2 separate regions of the Oryctolagus cuniculus genome follow, and region 2 is linked to region 1. The links are chromatin contacts, called in public Micro-C maps. All regions are on one chromosome and are shown on one strand. Each heading gives the region's core, a stretch centred on a gene start, on an enhancer-like site or on the middle of the called end of the contact. The rest is flanking DNA. Distances are from core to core; before and after follow the strand shown. Region 1 holds the start of FBXL14 (F-box and leucine rich repeat protein 14). Region 2 overlaps WNT5B (Wnt family member 5B).

What was found. A called contact is a pair of places that touch in the nucleus more often than the background predicts.
Region 2: a contact with region 1 is called in a Micro-C map of ear pinna, with 4 times the contacts expected there. The contact joins the enhancer-like site here to the promoter of FBXL14 in region 1. A contact is called at or near these places in 2 of 6 Hi-C or Micro-C datasets (ear pinna and skin fibroblasts).

Annotation. Positions count from the first base shown.
Region 1 is chr9:99,424,669-99,430,590 of mOryCun1.1, forward strand. FBXL14 (F-box and leucine rich repeat protein 14) reads right to left here and starts at 4,653. Exons shown (of 1, transcript XM_008259812.4): 1 at 887-4,653. The coding sequence starts at 3,829. The coding sequence ends at 2,627. The region is part of intron 1 of WNT5B (Wnt family member 5B); the gene reads left to right.
Region 2 is chr9:99,476,450-99,482,464 of mOryCun1.1, forward strand. It overlaps WNT5B (Wnt family member 5B), which reads left to right. Exons shown (of 5, transcript XM_008259814.4): 4 at 4,993-5,285. Among named protein-coding and RNA genes, the nearest start is that of ADIPOR2, 27 kb to the right of the region's middle. Within about 2 kb of position 1,997, at least 4 of the 8 cell types and tissues checked have an H3K27ac peak or open chromatin away from gene starts, as enhancers often do. A contact at or near this core is called in ear pinna, where this site is marked.

The sequences.
Region 1 (5,922 bases), core at 3,403-5,902:
CCTTCAGGCAATAAGCACTGTAACCTAAGCGGCAAAGACACAGACCCACACCTTCCCCAAAGAAAAGGAAGATGGATCTGGTGTCAGGCTCAATTAGACCCAATTGTGATGGCTCTCCAAAAAGGAACAATGCCGCTTTTGTGATATGCTCTAGCAGAAGGCTTGGAAATTTTACACAGCGGTCTTACCCGCAGACGAACCTGGGTTCCAGCCCTCTTCCTGGAAAGAGGGGTCGACCCAGCAAAGTTTCATACCTACTCTTACCACCTCTTCCCTGGACCAGATTGGGTTTTTTTTATTCAAAAAAACAAAACAAAACAAAACAAAAAAAACAGCCCATCTCAGCAACCAGGTGAGCAGAAGGATGCGAAGGCAGGCACAGGCTTAGAGGCCCACGGCTCCCGCGGGGTGAGGAGACTCAGTGATGGTCTTCCTAAGGGCATTCTTCGCTAGAACTGTTGGTATTCCTTTATCTGCCCCAGATTCAGTCCGAGAACCCTCCACAGAGTCCATGGAGTGCCCGGCCTCCGCGCTGAAGTGCTTAAAATGCAAATGTGCCCCACTCCCGGCCGGCCCCCGCAGCCCCCGGAGAGCCGCGCCCGGCCGGGCCCGGAGCGGAATGTTAAGAAGCGGGCCGGAGCGGCCGGGGCCTTCCCACCGGGCCGCGCTCCCGCTGTGACATTCCGCATGCATGACACGCCCGACTGCGCCGCGGGCCGGCCCGGACAGCGCTCTTTCAACTTTGCGGAACAATGGCTCGGCCCCGGCCCCGGCGGCCCCCCGCGCCCACTCCGAGGCCAGGCAGACCCACCTTGCTCGCCCACGGCCGCAGCTCCTGACCCACTTCTACCCAAGGAAAAAACTGACTGCTCCGGCAAATCGCGACTCTTACAAATCTGGGTTTTTGTTTTTTTTTTTAAGTTTCATTTGGTTCAGTTTCCTTAAATTTCCATGTTGTTGACAGTTTAAAACCGAAAATTTTATAAATCTCGTCTAATCACATTTCTAGAAACAAAACATTCCAACGTCAGTAGTAACCTTATACAGAATCAATGTTTAACCATGAGCTTACTCATACCACATAGGATGCACCAAACTCTGCTTCAGGGTAGAGCATACAAACAGCACCTCCTACTTTGGCATGACCCAACACACAATGCCTTAAAAATAATTCACAGATACAAGGTTTTTTTTGTGGGTTTTTTGTGTGTTTTTTTTTTCAAAAACATACTTCATATTTCCTCTTTTATTATATAAATATCAGTTTAACCTTTTACTGTAAGAATATAAACGTTTTAAGAGGATCTTTGTTATTATTTATACAAATTCACAAACAGTACAATTAATTGATAAAGGTCTCTGGGTTTCTTTAACTCCATGGTCTTGCGTGTTGCTGTGGAGGGTTCTAAAAAAATAGACAAACAAAACCAACAAAAATATACATCCTACTCAAAAGCCATTTCTTTAAAGCCACAAGTCCCAACCCCCACCAAAATAAAGTCATCTAGTCCTCCATTTAGAAACAGAATTTTTTAAACCCATAAACTCCCATGTTATGAACAGAGCACAGACAAGACAGGAGTGCCCAGTCTCCTCCCCATCACATGAAGGGTGCAGGCTCCCAACAGGAAAGCCTCCCCTTGACCTCTTTGTGGGAAACATGGAAGAGTGAGGGGAGGGCAGAATTTGCATATATAATCATCATTTGCAAGACACAATCTGCATCTCAAACAAAAAAAGCAGTTCGACTCATTTCTCCCACACATTTGTGCTATAAATTAAGTCAAGATTTAAAAACACGGTTGGGTCCTCATATCCCAGTGGACAAGGAGGAAAGGGAAGATGATGGCCAGAATGTGGAAGTGGTACACCCTGGATGGATGGAGGTTGGGAAGAAGCCAAAACAAAAAGAGGTGTACAAACCCAGCGGGCATCTTTCCAGTCTAGGCACACGAATGTTTCAGTCTCAGAATCTCGCTCTTGTAGAATTCCAGGGCTTCAGAGAAAAAAGTAAACTAAAACGAGGTAGCCAGACGTGCGTGTGTGTGTATATATATATAATTTATATATATAATGGATAGAATGTATTGAGCAGAAAGAAAGGACCATGATTTCAAATTTCTTCCAAAAATTTTTAAAGAAAGGAACGTGAGCATGCAGGGAGCGTGAGTAGCAGAGCGCTGTGAAAGAGAAGCGATGAGAAGAGACTGGGGTTTGGGTACCGAGTGGGCGAAGGGTGAAAAGGCTGTTGTAGTTGGGTTTGCTCTTTATACATTTCAAAATAAAAACCAGATCACAGTTTTCCAACGAAAGCTTCAGTGAAGGCAAACATTGTCCCCAACTCCCCAGGGTCGAAAGGACTGGCCCTTCTCCCTACCCAGCCCCAGGCGCGGCGGGATACAGTAGTCAGTCCTGCGGCCCTGCGGCGGCAGGGTGGGTAAGCAGCCGAGTCCACCGCTCCCCCGCAGGGATGAGGAAGAGGGGAGGAGGGCCCAGGCGGTAGTCCTGGAAGCGAAAGGAACGGAACGGGCTGCAGGTGGGGAGGGCCCCACCTCATCCACTGCAAAGACCTGTGTATGCACGTGCCTGGGGTGGGGGGAGGCCAGGGGAGCCGGTGCTGCCGCCCTCACCTGACCTTCTCACTGTCCGTCATCTGCCAGAGTCCCAGGTTGAGTACCTTGAGGCAGGGAAGCTGCGTGATTCGCTCCAGGCCGCGCTTGGTGATTCGGGTGCAGCCGTACAGGTCTATGCCAGTGAGCTGGCTCAGGTGCTCAGCTATCAGCTCCAAGCCCTTGTCCGTGATGCGCACACACTGTCCAATGTTGAGCGTGCGCAGCCCGTGCATCTGCCGCACCATGCGGTTGATGCCATCGTCACTGATGTGGCAGGAGCAGAGGGAGAGGGACTTGAGGCCGTCCAGCCCCTGGGCTATGTAAGCCAGACTCTGGTCCCCTACCTTGTCACAGAACGACACATCCAGCCCTGAGAGGCGCAGGCTGCCCATGGCCAGATGCATGATGCCCGTGTCACTGATGTTGTCACAGGAGCGCAGGTTGAGGCTGCGCAGGCTGCCCATGTGCGACAGGTGCAGAAGGCCGGCGTCAGAGATGCCCCCGCAGAAGCTGAGGTTGAGGAGTCTCAGGCCCGTCAGTCCGCGAGAGATGTGCTTTAGAGAAAGATCCGTGAGCTTCTGGCAGTCCTGCAGCGTGAGCTGCTCCAGGCCCAGGCAGCCCTCGGCCGCGCTGCGCGTCATGCCGGCCAAGTGCCCGATGCCCACGTCCGAGAGGTGGCGGCAGCTGCGCAGGTTGAGGGTCTTGAGGCGCTGCAGCCCCCAGGCGATGAGCAGAAGGCCGGTGTTGGTGATGTTGCTGCAGCCCCCCAGCTCCAGCACCTCCAGGCCCTTGAGGTACTGGGCTATGCGGCCCAGGCTGCTGTCGGTGATCTGCTTGCAGAGACTCAGATTGAGGGCGCGCAGGGAGCCGATCTCCTGCACGAACGCGTGGCCCAGCCCGTTGTCAGTGAGGTTGTAGCAGCCGCTCAGGTTAAGGCTCTCGATGTTGGCCATGCCCTGGATCACGTAGCTGAGGCTGCGGCGGAGGCTCAGGATCTGCACGCGGCGGATGCCCCGGGCCTGCAGGCTGGGGAACAGCGACGGGTTGGCCCGGCGCAGGTGCAGCTTGGCCTCCACCCCCCGCCACACTGACTTGTGGTAGGCGGCGTCCCGCCAGGCCGTGCACACCTGCGCCGCGCGCCCCTTGTCCCGGACGTCCAGGTAGCCGAAGATCATGGCCAGCAGCTCGGGAAACAAGCACGAGATGTGGGTCTCCATCTTCCTCCTCCCCCCTCCGCGGCGCTGGGGGGAGGAGGCGCGGGCCCCGCCGCCGCTACTGCTGCTGCTCCTGCCCCGGGGAGCCGACGCGAGAGGTTCGCCCCGGCCGCCGCCGCCGCCGCCTCGGGCCCAACGGACGGCCCCTCCCCGCCTTCCGGCTCCGGCCGCCGCCGCCGCTCCTCCTCCTGGTCCGTCCGTCCTTCCTTCCTTCCTGCCGGCCTCGCCTCCCTGCCCTCCCCCCGCCCCGGGCTCTGCTCGGCGCTCACATCCCGGGCGGGGAAAGCGCCGCGCACTCACTCCCGAGCCCCGCCGCCGCCGCCACCACCACCGCCGCGAGTCTAACCACGCCGCGCTCGGGCCGCGCCGCTCGGCCGCCGCTCCCACGCCCCCTGCCGCATCCTCCGCCGCCGCCGCCGCGCCGCGCCGCTGCTGTGCGGGGCCGGCGGGCCGGCGAGGGGCCCCCGGGGCCGGGCGCACGGGCTCCGGGCGCCGAGGAGGCTTCCTGCTGCCTTTGTCTCTCGCCCGCTTTTCAAACCTCCCAGCTCCGGGCCGCCCGCACTCAGCCGCCCAGGCGGGGGGACCAGGAGGCCAATCCGGGCCACCGGGCGCACGTCCCTTCCCCCTCGCCCCCGCCCCCCGCCGTCCGCAGGCAGTTGGCAGCCGCCGGCTCCGGCACCGAGGACGCCGCGGCCGCCGCGGCCGGAGCGCGGCCCGGCGCAGACCCGGGGGCAAGCCGGCGGGCGGCGCGGTTGGTAGCGTCCGGGACAGGCCGCTCGCCAGACTGCGCCTTCGCGCGTCTCCTCCTCGCTGCGGCTCCCCCGCGCGCGCCGCGCAGTGGTACGAGCCTGCGCTGCCGGAACTGTCGGCGCCGTTGCCCTGGAAACCGAGTTCTCCCGGTCCCGCCGCCCCTGACTTTTAACCCTGTAGGCGCCGCTGGAAAGCCGCTGTCAGCAGAGCGCGTCCCCGCCCTCCTCCTCGTGGCCCGCAGCCCGAGGCTGAGGCGTCGCTTCGCCGGCCACGCCCCAGCCCTCTTCCTCTTTTTCTTCCTGCTGGCGGTCCAACGCCCCCTTCACTTATCTCTAGGATTCCTGACCCTTACTTCAGCCCTTCTCCTGTATCATCCTTGCGAGACTCGCCCCCATAGAATACTGGGTAATCATCACCCAAGTCTCCTTCCTTCTTTTTGCTGCCCCTGATGACCCTTAACACTGTTATCACTCCCCCAGCTCCCCACAGTGGGGCTTCGTTTTGCTCCAGTCTCGACCCTTAAATTGGGGGAGAAACTCTGTTTTACTCATCTTAGTTTAGCACTGGCCCCACTTCAGTTCCCATTCTAGAATTTTCTAGAATTATTCATGGCAACTTCCCCCTAGCATCTTATGGTTGTTTCCAGACAGTGCCAGGCAGGCTTCCGTCGGGCCTTTTGACATCAGAACTTGGACCACTTCCGTGCCTCGCTGCGGAACAGCTGGGCCCTCAGCCTGCTCTGATGGTAGAAGGCAGCAGCCCTCTCTAAGCCTTTCTTGGGCTTTTTCTTCTCATCGACTGCTGGATCACACATCCTGTGGCCCACGTGTATTCATGTCAGTACACTGGAGTGTAGAGGTGCAAATTTGCTCTCTTCAGCAGCAGCAGAATGACTCCTGGAATGGTTTAGATAGTTGTCTGTCAGTTTATAAACTCGGGGGGGGGGGGGAGACCAGGGCAATGCTCCGAGTGCGGCCCCTGCATCCCACGTGCACACTCAGAGAAGTTCAGAGTTTCATTTTCACTATCCCTAAGCCAAAAGGTTTTGAGTCAGAAAAGTAATGGCTGCATTTTGATTCATGAAGCCACACAACCAGATAAAAGACAACCAGATTTATCCATCAGGAAAGTAAAATGGGTTTGTGGATTCAGTTTTTAATAATTTTGATTTTATTTATTTGAAAGAGAAAGATCTACCATCTGCTGGCTCACACCCCCAAATGCCCACAACAGCCAGGGCAGTGCCAGGCAGGAGCCAGGAACCTAATCTTGGTCTCCCAGGTTGGTGGCAGGGGTGCATATTAGCAGGAAGCTGCAATCAAAAGTGGAGCTTGGTTTCAAACCCA
Region 2 (6,015 bases), core at 747-3,246, 49 kb after region 1:
TGCCTTAAAAAAATTTTAAACATATTTTATTTATTTGAAAGGTCGACAAACAGAGCTCCCATCCACTTGTTCACTCCCCAGATACCTGCAACAGCCAGGGCTGGGCCAGGACAAAGCCAAGAACCAAGAACCCCATTCGGGTCTCCCACGTGGGTAGCAGGGACCCAAGTGCTTGAGCCATCACCTGCTGCCTCCCAGGGTGCACGTTAACAGGAAGTTAGAATGGAGAGTAGAGGCAGGACTTGAACCAATATAGGATGTAGGCATCCCAAGCCACGTCTTAACTGCTATGTCAGATGCCTGTTCCCTTCATTCCTGTTTTTATTTTTATCTTTTTAAAAGATTTATTTATTTATTTGAAAGTCAGAGTTACACAGAGAAGGAGAGGCAAAGAGAGAGGTCTTCCATCCAATGGTTCACTCCCCAATTGGCCGCAACGACTGGAGCTGCGCCAATCCGCAGCCAGGAGCCAGGAGCTTCTTCTGGGTCTCCCACATGGGTGCAGGGGCCTAAGGACTTGGGCCATCTTCCACTGCTTCCCCAGGCCATAGCAGAGAGCTGGATTGGAAGTGGAGCAGCCAGGTCTCAAACCGGCACCCATATGGGATGCGGGTGCTTCAGGCCAGGGCGTTAACCTGCTGCACCACAGTGCCATTTCTGTTTTTAAAAAATGTATTTATTTTCATATACTTGAAAGGCATAGTGACAGAGAGAGAGAGAGTGAGTGAGCGAGAGAGAGAAAGCACCTACTTCCTGATTCTTTCTTCAAATGCCTGCAACAACCAGGGCTGGGCCAGGCCAAAGCCAGGAGCCAGGAACGCCTTCCAGGTCTCCCACATTTGTTGCAGGGGCCCAAGACCTTGAGCCATGTGCTGCCTTCCAGAATGCATTGGCAGGCAGCTGGATCAGAAGTGCGTAACCAGGACTTGAACCAGGCGCTGTGATGTGGGATGCAAGAGCCCCAAGTGTCAGCTTAACCCACTGCAACACAGTGACACAGCGCATGTCTGCACCCTTTTTAGAGCTGGTGCTACCTGGCCAGCTGTCCTTTCTTCCCAATGGGTTTAGGGTAGTTCTGGGTGAGTCCCCTCACTATCTTGGTGCATGGCTTCCAAAAGACTTTTACTGTAAAGCTACTGCAAAAGCCAGCAGCAGAGGGCAGCAGAGCAGCTTGGAGCGGCCCTGGCACTTTCCCCAGCCTCTGCCTAGGCAGGCCTGGAGGCGCCTTCCTGGTGCGGTTAGGCTGGCTTCTTGTCCGGGTGGGGGAGGGGTGGAGGAATGTAAGGTCTCTAGGGGCTGCTTTCTGAGTTTCAGCTCTGAACTGAGAAGCCTCCCCCCCGCCCCCCCCGGCCCAATTGCTTATACATTCGGAAGCTGCCCCTCTCTTGCTAAGGGGACACTAGCAGTAGCCTGAGTCCTGTCTGCAGGGCCCCAGAAAGGACGGCGTTGAGTTCTGCGTTCTGCACTCCTCCCGTCGGGTAGCAGCTCCTCCTGAGAAGAGAGTTACCTGGGAAAGGGTGGGGTGCTTCCCAGGCAGCTGGGATATTAGGGTTTCATGTCCACTGTCACAAAGGGGCCCAAACGCTGCTCCGTGAAGGCAGAGCACCCCACACTCGATGACTCAGGATGCCCCTCCCCAGCAGAGACAGAGACAGAGTGGCTCTAGGTTGCAGGCAGCCATACTTTGGTTTAATATTAGAAAGAACATTCTGGTGGTTAGAGTCATTAAACAAGGGACAGGGTGGTTGCTTTGAAAACCTAGCCACCTGTTCAAGGAACACCATGCGGAGGTGTAGCTCAGGCTGTTCCGGGTGCCCCATCTCGGGGTTGGGGCTGCAGTTCAGGAAGGCTGCTCAGAGATGAGTCCCTCCAGATGGAGCCCACAGCCTCCTCCCTCACAGTCTCCGGCCGTCTGACTGTCCTGGGTGTGCACTGTCACAGTCTGACTCCCTTCAACCGCGTCCCTGGGCTGTAGCTGAGGCTGTGGTTCAGGCCTGACTCAGATGTCAGTCCTGAGGGCTGAGTCACGCCTGCAACTTCCTGCCATTGTTTGGGGTTTTCTCGGGCTGTTCCTATTCTGTAACCGTCCAGAAGCCAGCCCCTGGTTTACTCATCCGGTGTGGTGTGGTGTGGTTGCCAAGGTCACTGCCATGTCTGGCAATCAGGAAGTAGGGCAGGGTGGGAGATCGCTCTGGACCTAAGCATTGATTGCTTCTTGGCAAACGCTGCCCTTGCACCTGCCAAGATAGCACTGTGGGATGTCTGCCCCGACCTCAGGGGAGGAAGAAATGGAGAACAGAAGAGCCTGCCTGGCTTCGTCTCCGAAATCGGGATTGAATCTGTGTCCTGCTAAGAACCGTTCCCTTCCCCCCTTATCTGAGTCCATATACCTTTTATTTTTACTTAGATCAGGTTTACTTAGACACAATTCACATACCATGTAATTCACCACCTTAAAGTATACAATTGACAGGCTTCTAGTGTAGTGCCTTCACAGGCTGTGCAGCCCTCACCACTGATTCCAGGACATTTTCTTGCCCCATAGAAAAACTGCCTACCCCTTAGTGGTCACTCTCTCTCCCGGCAGTGCCCAGTGCAGGACAGCCACTAAGGCTTCTGCCACCAGGAGCATTGCCTATTGCCTTTTCTGGACATTTCACGTAAATGGGGTCGTGACCTTTGGTGATTGGCATTTCTTATAATTTTTTGTTTGTTTTTAAATGTTCATTTATTTGAAAGGCAGTTAGAGAGAGAGACAGAGAGAGAGGGAGATCTTCCATCATCTGATGCACTCCTTAAATGGTCACAACAGCCTGGGCTGGACCAGCCTGAAGCCAGGAACCTGGAATTTCATCTGGGTCTCCCACGTGGGTGGCAGGGACCACGCACTCTGCTGCTTTCCCAGGTGTGTTAGCAGGGAGCTAGATCAGAAGTGGAGAAGCCACAACAGGAACCAGCACTCAGATATGGGATGTTGGCTTTGCAGGCAGCAGCTTAACCTGCTGCACCACAACACCCATCTCCTTCATAATGACTTACAGTTTCATGCATGTTGTAGCATGTATCAGTATGTTATTCCTTTTATGGCTGAATAATGTTCCACTGTATGGAGAATACATACAGTGTATTCTTGATACATACAGTGTATTGTTGATCCATTCTTCCGCCGATGGACGGTTGGGTTGTTTCTGCTTTGTGGCTGCCATGAGCATTCACGTGTGAGTTTTCTGTGGACATATGTTCTCATTTCTCTTGGGTGCAGTCTGAGGCGTGGGATTGCCGGGTCATGTGGCAGCTCTAAGTTTAACCTCTTGAGGAGCTGCCAGGTTTTCCTGAAGCAGCTGCACCCTGCAGCACTCCCCACAGCAGTACAGAAGCGTTGTAATTTTCCCATCGCCTTGCAAACTTGTTATTAGCTCTCTTTTGATTATAGCCATTCTAGAGGGTGTGAAGTGATATCTTCTTGTGATTTGCATTTCTCTGGTAGCTGAGTGTTATTTTTTTATAAGCATTTTTACTGAAATGGAAGATACTGCATCATCTGAGTTTGCGAGTGGTCACTACAGCATAAAAAAAAAAAGAACAGAGTCAGGGTTTTTCTCCTGGACAATCACCTGGATTTGGAGAGGGAGGGTGCTGAGAGTCTGTGCCATAGACACCGTGACCAGTGAGTCGGGAGGCAGGGGAGTCCTCTGGAAGAGAGAGGGAGGTGGTTTGGATTGCTCTGGAGTTTTAATTCTAGTTCACTTTCTTTTTTAATTTTTTTTTTATTTTTAAAAGATTTATTTATTTATCTGAAAGGCAGAGTTATAAAGAGGCAGAGGCAGAGAGAGAGGTCTTCCATCCGCTGGTTCACTCCCCAGATGGCCACAATGGCCGGAGCTGAGCTGATCCGAAGCCAGGAGCCAGGAGCTTCCTCCAGGTCTCCCACGCAGGTGCAGGGGCCCAAGGACTTGGGCCATCTTCTACTGCTTTCCCAGGCCATAGCAGAGAGCTGGATCGGAAGTAGAGTAGCCAGGACTTGAACTGGCTTCTATATGGGATGCGGGCACTGCAGACGGAGGCTTGACCAGGTACGCGACAGCTCCAGCCCCTCTTGTGCACTTTCTACCCCCAGCCCCTGCCACTCTAGCTAGATAAGGGCAGCGACGAAAGGTGGGGAGCATCATCTGTGCTGAGAAGTCACATCTGGGAGAGAAGACTTCGGTAGGACAGGCTACTGATCTCTTGCTTTCTTCTCAGTCTTAGACCCACAAGATCCATCCTTTTTTTTTAAGATTTATTTATTTATTTATTTGAAAGTCATAGTTACACAGAGAGAGAAGGAAACGCAGAAAGAGAGAGAGGTCTTCCATCCTCTGGTTCATTTCCCAGTTGGCCACAACGACCAGAACTGCACCGATCCGAAGCCAGGAGCCAGGATCTTCCTCTGGGTCTCCCATGCTGGTGCAGGGGCCCAAGGGCTTGGGCCATCTTCCACATCTTCCACTGCTTTCCCAGCCCATAGCAGAGAGTTGGATCGGAAGTGAAGCAACCGGGACTTGAACCAGCGCCCACATGGGATGCTGGCACTGCAGGCAGTGGCTTCAGCCACTTCAGCCACAGTGCCTGCCCCACATCAATTTTTTTTTTGAACCAGCGCTTGAACCCAGGCAATGTTAACCAGTAGGCTGAGGACCCACTCTGTTCCCTCAATTCCTGAATTCCCATTCTCCCTCCTGAGAATTTCTGGGTCATAGTTTCTACCCTGCGATGGACGTCAGGCTAGGCCAGCACCAGCAGGATGCCTTTTACCCAGAAAGGTTTCACCGCGGGGAGCCAAGGCCCAGAGGCAGAAATTCAGCCCTTTGAGAAAGAGTTTCTAACACATGGACCTCTGGGGCAAGGTGCTCCCCCAGAGGGTATCCCAGCCAAGGCAGGGTGGGGGCGGCCAGGCGGAGGCGGAGGCCGAGGAGAGTGACCGCCTCCCACCTCTCTCATCTCCTCTTGCAGGCAGCCGCGAGACGGCCTTCACCTACGCCGTGAGCGCCGCGGGGGTGGTGAACGCCATCAGCCGGGCCTGCCGCGAGGGCGAGCTGTCCACCTGTGGCTGCAGCCGGACAGCGCGGCCCAAGGACCTGCCCCGGGACTGGCTGTGGGGTGGCTGCGGGGACAACGTGGAATACGGCTACCGCTTTGCTAAGGAGTTTGTGGACGCCCGGGAGCGGGAGAAGAACTTCGCCAAGGGATCGGAGGAGCAGGGCCGCGTGCTCATGAACCTGCAGAACAACGAGGCAGGCAGAAGGGTAAGGCGGGCCCCTGGTGCCCCGGCCCACGCAGGGTCCTGGGCAGTCAGTCCGACGGCGGAGGTTCCCACGGGCAGCTGCCCACGTTACTGAGCAAATCCTGGCCCAGATGCCCCATGTCTTGGGAGGCACAGGGGATTGTCATTTTCTAACCTTGTTTGTTACCTCACAGGACATCTGTCCCTTCAAGGCCTGGGTGCAGCGTTTGAGTGAACATTCTAGACACACAGAGTTCTTGTCTGGAATGCCACTGCTTCTTAATCCGAACAGATAAGATGATTGGAAGTCGAAGGTGTAAGAGCTGGCTTTTGACTTGTTAAAGGCTTAGATAAAGCCAGCTCCGACTTCCAGGAGCTGTTGTCACATGTATCCGGGAGTCCAGGCAACAAACACATTCAAGTCCAAAGGAGGCATGTTTCCGCGTTAGCTGTTTTTAAACTTAAGTGGAAGTGTGAAAAGACAGCTGTCTTTTTAAGGCTCAAGCAAACTGTCACACGTATCCTGTGTGAAATGTGACTGCCTCCCTACGCCTCAGTTTCAGTAGTAACTAAAATAGAATTTTTTTTTTAATTAATTTGAGAGCCAGAGACACAGCTCCTGTCCACTGGTTCACTCCCCAAATGCCTGCCAGAGTTGGACCGAGCCAAGCCGAAGCCGGAACTTAATCCAGGTCCCCCATGTGGGTTTCAGGGACCCACCTATTTGAGCTATCCCTTGCTGCTTCCCAGCG